Regions from separate parts of the Sus scrofa genome. Here regions 1 and 3 are each linked to region 2. The links are chromatin contacts, called in public promoter capture Hi-C maps. All regions are on one chromosome and are shown on one strand. The core of a region is the stretch at or near the end of the contact, and the rest is flanking DNA. Distances in the headings are between cores, read along the strand shown. Region 1 holds the start of PDP1 (pyruvate dehyrogenase phosphatase catalytic subunit 1). Region 2 holds the start of KIAA1429 (protein virilizer homolog). Region 3 holds the start of RBM12B (RNA-binding protein 12B).

Region 1 (3,592 bases), core at 55-2,554, 620 kb before region 2:
GCCACATAAAATAGCCACAAGAATTCCACAGGCAGCCTGGGACTGGGCGAAAAGGTTAATCTATTTAGAAAATAGAGGAGGCAGCAGGAAAGTTATAAAAAAATCAACTCCTAGCACTGTTTTGTGTATAGACACAAAATTTTATAGAAATTTTTCCTTTATGACATAAAAAATAAGATAATGCAAATTCATAAAAATAAAACTCCACAATACTGTTAGCACGACAGTTTTTAATATCCAGCACACACCACTTTGTGACTTTATTGGCTTAAGCAGATATGCTTAATAAATCAAACTGTTTAACAGGAGGCCGGTTAAGTGCAAGGATCTGCCTGATATCATCTCCCAAGACGCTTTTAGAAGCCACTCTCAGTGAAGCAGTTCCCATAAAGAAGGGATTACGTGTAAACGGAAGCAAGTCAAGTAGCCCTTGATATGTCTTCCCTTTAACCACAGACTGCCAATGCCACCTGAAATCTAACCCCATCACACAGAAGTGGAAACTGAGTCTCATGAAGCAAAAATGACTTGGATGACGGTTCTGACACCAAGTCCAGGACTCTTCCTACTTTTGCAGTCTGCATTCTACCCTTCTCATAACTCTTCAAGGCAAAGGAGTGGACACCAAGTTCAAAGCCCTGCAGAAAACGTGAGCACACACCTACTCTACAGAGGAAATAATTCCTTCATCACAACTTCCTCCTGCAGTTTAGACCGGCTTCCTCTGCCTAGACTTTGAGAGTGTCCAGGAAATGACAGAACTTTACCCAAGTTAACGCTCCTAAAATCTGCAAAGTACCAAAAGAATAAGGCTACAGTTGTTCTCAGGTTATCATGTTTTATTACTCCAGGCTGAGACGACGATAGCGAATTAAGTTTCCCTTTGGGCAGGGAGCCGCCCCCGCAGTCTAATCCTACGAAGCCTCTGCCCACACGCAAAGCGCGGGTAAGGCTCGGCCAGTCCCCGCCGAGGTGCCAAGGATTCGCGGAAGCGGGCCCGGCGAGCTACAGCCCAGTAGCCAGGGCCCCGCTCCCGTGAGGATGCAAGGGCCAGCCCACGCGCTTCCTCCCTACGGGCTCTGCAGCCAACCCTGCAGCCGCCGCGCAGCCCCACCCTTCACCAGGCTGCCCGCGGGCGCAGTCACGTGAGGCGCGCCCGCAGAACCAATGGGCAGCTCGCGCGGAATGGAAGGGTTTGTCTGACCCCCATGACGTCACAAAGCTGGAGGGGAGCGTGCAGCTCTTCCGCCCCCACGCCCTCGGCAGCGGCCCCCTCTCCTCCTCCCCGCCCACTCGCCACTGCGCAGCCAATCGGAAGCCAGGAGGCGCTCCAGCCCGAACGTGCGGGCGGGGCAGGGTGGTGGCCCGGCGGGGCAGGGGTGCGGAGTGGGCCGCTCTGGGTCGAGGGGCCGTGCTCCCGGGAGTTGCGCCGGCTTGCGTGGAAGGAACGGCGGGAGGTGCCGCCGCTGCGGCCGCCTCCTTGTCGGGAAGAAGCGACTCCTCCCCTGCTGTGCCCGGTTGGTATTCCCTACTCCCGGCCCTGAGCCGTCCAGTCCGGAATCCTCTGCCCGCCCAAAGTTGTGAGGGGGCGGCCGATGCGCGTGGGGAGCGGCGGCTGCGGGCGTGAGGAGGGACGAGCCCCGAAGCCCCAGGTGCGCGCGAGGGCGTCGGGGCCGCCCCGGGGTCGGGGTGGGAGGCGGGCCCGCCGTACCCACTGTCAGCGCCTCGGGAGCCGTGGGGACCCGTGGGAGGGTGGGCTGCGGGGAGGTGCGGCGCAGGTGGCGCGGCGTCTCTGCGGGAGTGTCCCCACAGGCAGCCGCCGCGGGCCGACTCCCGGTTTTTAGAACTGAAGCCGGCGCGGCGTGGGCGAGCGGAGGATGCCGCGCGCCTGTGGGCTCTGCACTCGAGCTGGATGGACGGGCCGGTCCTGGGGCGCGCCTCCGCCGGCGTCTCGGCCCCCGCCGCCTCCGGCTGTAGCTCTGCCTCTCCCTCGGGGTGGGTTTGTTGGTTTGGTTTCCTTCTTCTCCCCACCCCTTTCTTCCTCCTTCATCCTCTTCCCCCCTCCTAGCCCCATTCACCGGGCTGGAGCGAAACCTCGCCCCTCCTCCGCTCCCGCCTTCCCTGCCGCCGCCTATTCTAATGAGCATCTCTGCCTTGCTTTCAATGGGCCGGTGCTGCTGTCGCTGCTGCTGCCCGCGCGGGTTGTGGATGTTGTCGGCTCCGTGTTGTGATGACAGGAGAATGTGTGTGTGTCCCGGGCCCAGACGAATTGGTAGGTATTCACTTAACTACCTGCGTTGGGTACCCAGGAAGGATGATGACTGATTTTGTGCGTGGATGGTTTTAGGTGGGTCAGCGTGGAATTAAGAGGTAAGGTAGATAGGAAAGGGGGAAAAGACATCCTGGACCAGGATAGCTTTGATGCCTTAGCGAGTGCAATTTTCAGGTAGGGACAAAGGAAACTAATCAAACAAGTGCTGGCTTGGGGCTTCGTGTCTTACGAAAGCATCCATGTAGAGATAACGGCAGCTGTGAAATAGCTAGACATTGCCCCAAAATGCTGAAAAATCATAGAGTCTTAATGCAGGGTGTTTAATGCAATCAGATTACATAAACTGGGGTTCTGACACATTTAATGATTAGTATAGCTTTTTTTTCCCCATTTACACCAAAAGCTTTGCAAAGCTAAAGATGCCTGGAGTCGGTGCATTGAATTCTCTAATTTCTTCTGGGAGTTTATTGATGAAGTGGAATCATTTCTTGGCACAAGCTCTGCTGAATGCATCAATAAGAATGGATGGGTCTCTTGCTGGGTTTGTTCGAAGCTTATATTTCCTTATTAGTCATTGGCAAAATTGGCAAAATCTTCCTATGCTATACCATATAGCATTTAAGGTGGCTAAGTCTGGATCATGGGATAGGAACTTTTCAGTGAAATTGTGGTCAGAAACAACTTGAAAATTTGACACGGCTTCAGTTTACCGCAACTGTACCATGCTGCCCTTCTTACTGCCTAATCAGGAGCCTTCTGCTTTGTTAATTTAGCTATATGTCAACAAAAGTTTTGATCTCATGAGGTTTTGTTGTTGAAGCATAGGATATTCAGAAGGATACTCAGAATTTTTGAATGCTCACTTACTGTTTATGAAAGCATTTGAAAATACTTTGACTTCTTTGGATAACTGTTCTGATGGAGCGAGTATATCATCTCTACTGGTGGTGATAGAATGTTCATTGATCACTGGGTAGGTAACTTCACTAAGAATTTGACTTTTGGAGGCACGTTGGGAGGCTCAGTCCATATGCTAAGCCCCTGAATAACTGAAAGAAAATTGATACAATTCACTCTCTGCTTTTTTGTTTTTAATCTTGAGAATTTATGTCTGAAGGGAAAATGTATGTTATTTGAGTGCTTGATGTTTGAATTTGTCTTATATAGAGCATCTACTGTATGAATCAGTTATTTTGCCACAAAAGTTCATTCATTTTGCAGTCAATTACAAAAGCAGGAGGATGGTCAAAACAAGGAAATTTAAGGAAAGTATGGGTTTCCTGGAAGACGTCATATAGCCAAATCCTGCTATTGTATCTA
Region 2 (3,739 bases), core at 310-2,809:
GACTAGGAACCATGAGGTTGCAGGTTCGATCCCTAGCCTTGCTCAGTGGGTTAAGGATCCCGCTTTGCCTTGAGCTGTGGTGTAGGTTGCAGAGGCAGCTCGGATCCCATGTTGCTATGGCTCTGGCGTAGGCCGGTGGCTACAGCTCCGATTGGACCCCTAGCCTGGGAACCTCAATATGCCGAGGGAGCGACCAAAGAAATGGCAAAAAGACAAAAAAAAAAAAAAAAAAAAAGAAGATTGTTAAACTTTTTATTCTACCATGCACCAAAGTACAACCACTACCCACTACCACCACTATCTCTGAAAGAAGTTCTCTCTTGGGGTACAAACTACTGTATGTATAAAACAAGCTACAAGTATATATTGTACAGCACAAAAAATATACCCATTATTTATAATAGCTTTAAAGCGAGTATAATCTATGAAAGTTGTCAATCGCTATATTATACACCTGAAACTAATATAATATAAATCAACTATACCTCAATTTTTTCAAAGGGAAAGTTTTCGCTAAGATAACACTGAAAGAGAAAAAGGAGCTCTGGGGTTTCTTTAAATTTCTCTAGGGACTTCATTACTGTTCGTTTTAGGGAAGCTTTCGTCAACTATTAATTTACATATCGCAGAGCCCTTCAGGGGCGCTCAAATTAACACAGAACAGAATTACAACAGCCCACTCTCTCCCCTCAAACCACAATCTCTCCACTTCACAAGCATTCTCCACTCAAAGGACGTACCATATACCTATTTCTCGTTCCAGTGAGCGAAGTCTTTGCAAGGGAGAAGTACTATTCAAGTTTCAGGGCAAATTGGAAACCGCCACAATCCTAAACCCAATGGGTGTCACATCTGGGTAGCCTAACTCCCGTTAGAAAAGAGACCTAGGAGACGGGATTTAGAAATCACGTAACCAACGTGATCCACTCAGTCACCACCACTACTGTCAAACACAGGCTGTCCAAGACTCCTTCTAGAACACCACCTGAGGGAAACATGAGAACCGCTTTCCAGGTCAAAAGCAGACCCGGGGCGTGGGGGAGCAAAGAGAACACAGTACCCAAACCCACCAAAGACAACGCGGGCATAAGGTAACGCAAAGAAATGCAGGAGCTCCCTCAGACGCGGCGCCCACACCCAAGTTGGTGGGGGCGGGGGGGTGTATGTAAGGAATTAAAGCGACAATCGGCACGAGGAAAAGTCGAAGCACACCTAACGATTTTTTGTAAGGGTCCTCAAGTCGAAAAGCAGGGTCGGAATCACGTCACGAAGCCTTACCTCAGCGCTGGGGTGTTTAAAAGTGTCTAAAAATAGCAGCTCCATCGCCGAGTCCACCGCCATGTTTGCCGCGGGCGGGGGAAGGGGGAGGACTTCCGGGGCAGCCCTCCCAGCTCGGCGACAGCGGCTCGGGACGCGGAGAGACGGCGGGACTTCCCGTGACCAGAGCGCTGGCGCCGCAAGCCTGGGCCTATCCTGACGCGTCGCGCTGTCGGAAGTCTCCGGCCCAGCCTTCTTCAGCGCGGCGGAGACACCCTCAGAGAGCCGAGGGGGCGGAGGGAAAAGGGAAGGGACGACGGCGTCTCCAATGGGTCAAACCTCCCTCGCTCTACTGCGTTTTACAGCCACGACGGTCTGGGGTGGCCGGGTGCAAAGCACGCTCTGGAGAGGCGGAGGCGGAGTCAGCCGCGCTGCCAATTCTGGATACCCCGCCCTGTGAACCCGCTAACAAGTAGCCTTTCCAAACTGCAAAAAGGTGCATTGAGCGAGGTTGAAAAGTAAGACCTTTCTTTTTTTTTTTTTTTTAAAGAAAAGAAACTTTCAAAATGAAAAGGTTTTTTTTGGTCTTATCTGCAAAATGTGAATTGTCAATAGTAATAATACCCAACCCACAGACTGGGTAAGGATTTATTTAAATAGGATTTAAAAAATTATAAAACGTGAAGTAAGACTTCCTGTCTCCCTATTGATGAACATGGGAGCGGTTGGAACTATTTCGTAGTGGAACCGTTCGGTAGTTCTAAATTAGCACGAGTGTTTAGAAGCTCGATTAGGAATTAGCTAGTAAAATTACGTCTGCCTACTTCACTTCTAGGAAAATTCTTGCGCATGTGCCCAAAGAAACACCTACAGATACAAGAATATTCATGGCAACTCTTCATAGTTTTAAAAAGCTGTAAACTTAATCGTCATTAGTAAACTGTAAACTCTGGTGTTTACGCCATATAACAGTATATGGTAGGTAGAATGAACTAGTGCTATATCTACTAACACGGAGAACCTAAAAAATGATAAAGCAAACACCTATTTTGCACGTATTGTAGAGTGTGTAGTATAAAAGAGCATTTAAATAGTTCAAAAACATATAAAATAAATTAACATAAAAATATGTTAGCAAAATTTAAAAGAAATGCATTAGAACTGTATATACTAAAATTTCAAGAGAGTGAACCAGAGGGAGATGTGATTGAGAAGTGGACATAGACTTCAAATGCTTTGTTAATGGTTTTTTATTTTGTTTTTCTCTTTTGGAGGCCTCAAAGCATATGGATTTCCCTGGCCAAGGATCAGATCCCAGCAGCAGTGTCGACCTAGCTGCAGCTGCAGCAGTGCTGGAGCCTTGGGATTGGACCTGTATCCCAGCGCTCCCAAGAGGCCACTGATCCTAATGTGCCACAGCGGGAACTCCGATAACATTTTATTTTTTAGGTTGGTAGTCGTTAAACAGGTGTGCTGTACATTTTTATTTGTACCTTTTGATATGTCCAAAACATTTAATAATGAATTAATTTTTATTTTTTAAAGTAAATCTCCAGTCCATCCCCTTCCTCAGCCATCCAGTTATCCAGTTTCCTCTATTAGTTAACAGGTTATCGCTTTACTATTTGATTTTTTTTCAAAGAATGATTCTTGCATGCATATTTATTATTGCTATCATTTTTCTGTCTTCTGATTCTTCAGTTTCTGCTTTTGAATTTGCTAATTCCTTCTTTCTGTTCTCTAGGCTCATATGCTATTCTTTTTCTAAGTTCTATGGTAATGCCCAAGTTACTTATATTCTTGTTTATTACTATAGTTATTTTTGTCAACCACTTCTCTAAGCACTGCTTCAACTGTAACTAATAACCATAGAGTGCTTTTATTATTGATATTTTTTACATAGTCTCATTTTCTTAACTTTGATTTTCTTTTTTGACTTAAGAGTAGTGTGAGGTAGATTTTAATAATAATAAACTATTTTTAGAGCAGATTTAGTTTTACGGGAAATTTAGCAGATAGTACAGAGTTTCTGTCTATATATCCCTTTTTACCTATCAGAGATTTTCCTATTATTATTGTTTTGCATTAAGGTGGTACATTTATTACAATTGATGAGCCAGTATTGATACATTGTTATTAATTAAAGCCCATAGTTTGTTTCACTGTTGTGTTGTACATATATACCATATGCATGCTTGAATTTTTAGACTGTCTCTGAAGTAGTTATGCAAGAAACTGATCATTGTTATTGCCTCCAGGGTTGATGGCTAATGCACACAAATAGAATTTGTTTCCATGTACATTGTATTACCTAATAAAAGGTAAAATTTCTAAAAGTGAATAAGAAAAAACTTGTATAACTTAAAAGAGTATAAACAACTCTTTTAAGAACTTTTATTGTATAGAACAAAGATATGAGGTGGTTGTTGGAGGGGAATGTGGACTTAAGAAAGAGTATTTTAAAGAGTATTTTTGGAATGGA
Region 3 (3,481 bases), core at 966-3,465, 780 kb before region 2:
GGGTTAAGGATCCAGTGTTGCCGCAGGTGCTCAGATTTGATCCATGGTTAAAGATCATATGCAGTGGGTGCAGCCAAAAAAAAATGTATTAATGAAGTTTACTGTTAAAATATCTGCACATTACATGTGTGGGGGCAGGAGACATATGGGAAATCTCTGTACCTTCCACTCAGTATTAATGTGAACCCGAAAAACTGTTATGAAAAAGTGTCTGTTAGAGAAAAAAATCTGAAAGTTATTAAAAAAAAAAAAAAAAAGCTTAGTTTCTTCAGCAAACCAACATCTACAACATTTTTAACAGAAACTGTAAATGGCTTCTGGAATAGCTGTCCACATTAAAGTCCCAAGACTCCTTCCTACACAAAATAAGCTACTCCTTTTTTACCTTTAAAGTATTTTTAGAAAGCAGTGTAATAAACATTTTATCCCTCTTAAACTTTTTAAAAAAATTTAAAAGGGAACATAAATATACCTACAAGAAAAGCTGAGGTCCTTTCAAAGAATACTTATTGTTTGTCAAAGTAAAAAAAAAAAAAAAAAAAAACAGTCTGGTAATTTATCCTAATTTAAAAACAGTATTTTAACTAAGTAGTTCCATGAGTACAAATTAATAAATTCCAATTCGACTATATAAAAACTGTCTTCTAATTTTCCACAGTTAAATATAATTATTGCTTAAACTTTTTTGCCCTTGAAATAGTAATGTACCATTTATCCCTCTACAAAACAAAAACAAAAAAAAAACACCTAGGAGACTACCTATAAGAGACCAGCTCTCAAAATGAGCACCTTTCCTGTGGTTCCCATAGATATTTCCTTAAGCAACCCGAAAAATTCTATTTTTGGAGCATTACACACACAAAAAAGCAAAACACAACAATACTCTACAGTACTCTGCACCTACATTTTTCTACTTATAAATGCAATAAAAGTATTTTCGTGACTGTGTTAAAGACTGATCCGTAAGAACTTTCAACCTATGAAAAAAGTGGGTCCTTAAAAGCTCAATTAAGGGCAAGTCGCTGAAATTACCAAGCTCATTTTAAATTATTTTGCTGATTTCATCCCACCATTCATCCCACTCGATCACGATTATCACAAACAACAGGAAACGTGCATCTAATTAAGCCTGAGGGCAAAGGGAGGAATGCTAAATTTAAATAGATATTATCTCAGATCCATTTATTTTAACTAGAGAACAGCAAGTCATTTTCCAGACACGGTGAAGGAGAGAAAACTGCCACTATTTCTTAAAAAAAGTTACGATGAAGCACATTCCAATTCTAAATGCATGAGTTTCCCCTGCAGAATAAAATCTACCGCGGTCCACAAAGATTCTTTATGACGATATGCCTTTTTTATCCTTTTATAATGCAGATGGTTAAAATAAAAATCAAAGGCATGACGACACAGAGCCAAAGTCCCCAGTAGGAACCGTAAGTGAAGACGAATCCACACGGCACAGGTTTTCCCATAACATCCATCATCCTCAAGGGGGGGGGGGTCCTCCGAAGGCATTGCTTCTATAGCCCAAAGCCTTTGTCCATACTCCCAGGGGTCAGAGCTTCCTTCTTTCGCGCCAAGCCAAAGTTTCTACGTGGGATCCGATGCTGTCGCCAGACCTTCAGCCAAAATCAGCCTTCAAATTAACCTGGACCGCCCAACCTCCGTGCCTTTCCGTTACACCGTCCCAAGGGCAAACATTCCACCCTAACTCTCCAGAGGGTGAACTGCTCCCACACCTAACTCAAACACTCTGGCCCCTCTCAAGCCTAATGAGCTGGGCCTTCAGCGCTTTTCTGCCACCACTGACTACGATGACATAGCAAAGAAAAAAATACCTATGAAATCCTTCGAGATCTTCACTCTCGTGCCGACTGGTAAGTGCAAACACAACACCACATGGAGGCTGTCGGGGGAGTCGGTGTTTAGCAAGGAAAGAGGGTGCCCTAACGGCAGAAGCTACGCTAGTTCCTGGCGCCGCCCCGCCTTTCCCTGTGCTTCCGTCCCTGCCGCCAACCCCTCCCCGCCCCCGACGCCCCAAGGGTAACTGCTTCGCACTTGGCAGTAAACACACACCGCTGCTGCCGAATCAGAACCACAAGGCTGGGGACGGGGAGCACTCCTCGTCGAAGCTGCCTCCCCAAAACAGGTAGAGCCCTCAGTGAGCCTAGAAGAAGATGGCGCCCACTCTCCCCTCCGCTCCGGACAAACGGACGTACAGTTTGTCTGCCCATGCGCTCTCCAGGCGTAACCCACCACCCCGGCGCCCCGGCCACGTTTGCGCACGCGCTCTGACGCTCGCTCGCTTCCTGTTGCCAGGGAAAGGGAGGTGGCTCCCGCGAGCGCTCTCGCCCCTGCTGGGGTTTTTGAGCTCCTGCGCATGCTCAGATTCCAGCCAACCTTGGAACCTGTACTCAGGAGACGTTCTAAGGCAAAGTTCAGGGACTACCGGTTGCTGTAATGAGAAGCTTCAGTAGGCAACAGGCAAGATAGACTAGGCAAAGGTTTGTGACTCGCAGGAGTTAAGAAGAGATACAAAAGCAGAGAAAACCTTGCGATTTCTTCGTCGTCTTTCAGCGCTGCAGTTATATGTTCTAAGCATCTTCCGAAAGGCTCTTTGTAAACACTTTTAAAAGGCCAAAGAAATGTTAGTGCTACTGCCTTAGATGTTCCAGGTACAGTGCTAACGCCCAGGGACTTAATACGTGCATGCTTCTTCCGTTTTATAGACATTTATGAAGAAGTGCTTTATACAGTTGTTGTTCCTACCTTCTGGTCCTTTGAAACGTGAGAACACTTGGGCCAATTTTGAAAACTGGGACGTGAAAAGCACAATTACAGGCATGTGCTGTGGTGCCTACTATGTAAGAGCTGGTGAACAACCCTATGTTTTATTTTATTATTTGCAAAGCAACGCATCACATGTTATAATTCATGATGCGCTTATGGGTGGAATCAAAACTCACTAAGAAAGTAGAAACTTACTTTATAGCAGTATTACAGATAAGAGAGAAAAATGAGGGGCTTTTTTGGTTGGTTTTTTTTTTTAGGGCCGCGCCTGTGGCATTTGGAAGTTCCCAGGCTAGGGGTGGAAAATTGGAGCTACAGCTGCAGGCCTTTGCCACAGCCACAGCAACACGGGATCCTAGCAAGGTCTTCGAGCTACACCACGGCTCACAGCAATGCCAGACCCTTAACCCACTGAGCAAGGCCAGGGATCGAACCCTCATCCTTATGGATCCTAGTCAGATTCGTTAACTGCTGAGCCACAAAGGGAACTCCAAATTTTTTTTTTGTCTTTTTGTTTGTTTGTTTGTTTGTTTAGGGCAGCGCTGGAGGCCTATAGAGGTTCCCAGGCCAGGAACTAAATAGGAGCTGCAGCTGCCAGCCTACACCACAACCCATGGCAATGCCAGATCCCCAAATGCACTGAGCAAGGCCAGAGATTGAACCTGCATCCTCATAGATACTAGTCCTG

What was found. Promoter capture Hi-C pulls out the DNA fragments that hold promoters and counts their contacts.
Region 1: a promoter capture Hi-C map of liver shows a contact between it and region 2, with 3 times the contacts expected there. The contact joins the promoter of PDP1 here to the promoter of KIAA1429 in region 2. A contact is called at or near these places in 2 of 5 promoter capture datasets (fetal liver and liver) and 1 of 47 Hi-C or Micro-C datasets (alveolar macrophages).
Region 3: a promoter capture Hi-C map of liver shows a contact between it and region 2, with 6 times the contacts expected there. The contact joins the promoter of RBM12B here to the promoter of KIAA1429 in region 2. A contact is called at or near these places in 2 of 5 promoter capture datasets (fetal liver and liver) and 2 of 2 datasets of contacts at active chromatin or transcription factors (alveolar macrophages and skeletal muscle).

What each region holds. Positions count from the first base shown.
Region 1 is chr4:42,775,648-42,779,239 of Sscrofa11.1, reverse strand. PDP1 (pyruvate dehyrogenase phosphatase catalytic subunit 1) reads left to right here and starts at 1,304. Exons shown (of 3, transcript XM_005662967.3): 1 at 1,304-1,517; 2 at 2,238-2,272. The coding sequence starts at 2,242.
Region 2 is chr4:42,160,244-42,163,982 of Sscrofa11.1, reverse strand. KIAA1429 (protein virilizer homolog) reads right to left here and starts at 1,559. Exons shown (of 24, transcript XM_021089096.1): 1 at 1,279-1,559. The coding sequence starts at 1,341.
Region 3 is chr4:42,945,682-42,949,162 of Sscrofa11.1, reverse strand. It overlaps RBM12B (RNA-binding protein 12B), which reads right to left and starts at 2,215. Exons shown (of 4, transcript XR_001308131.2): 1 at 1,842-2,215.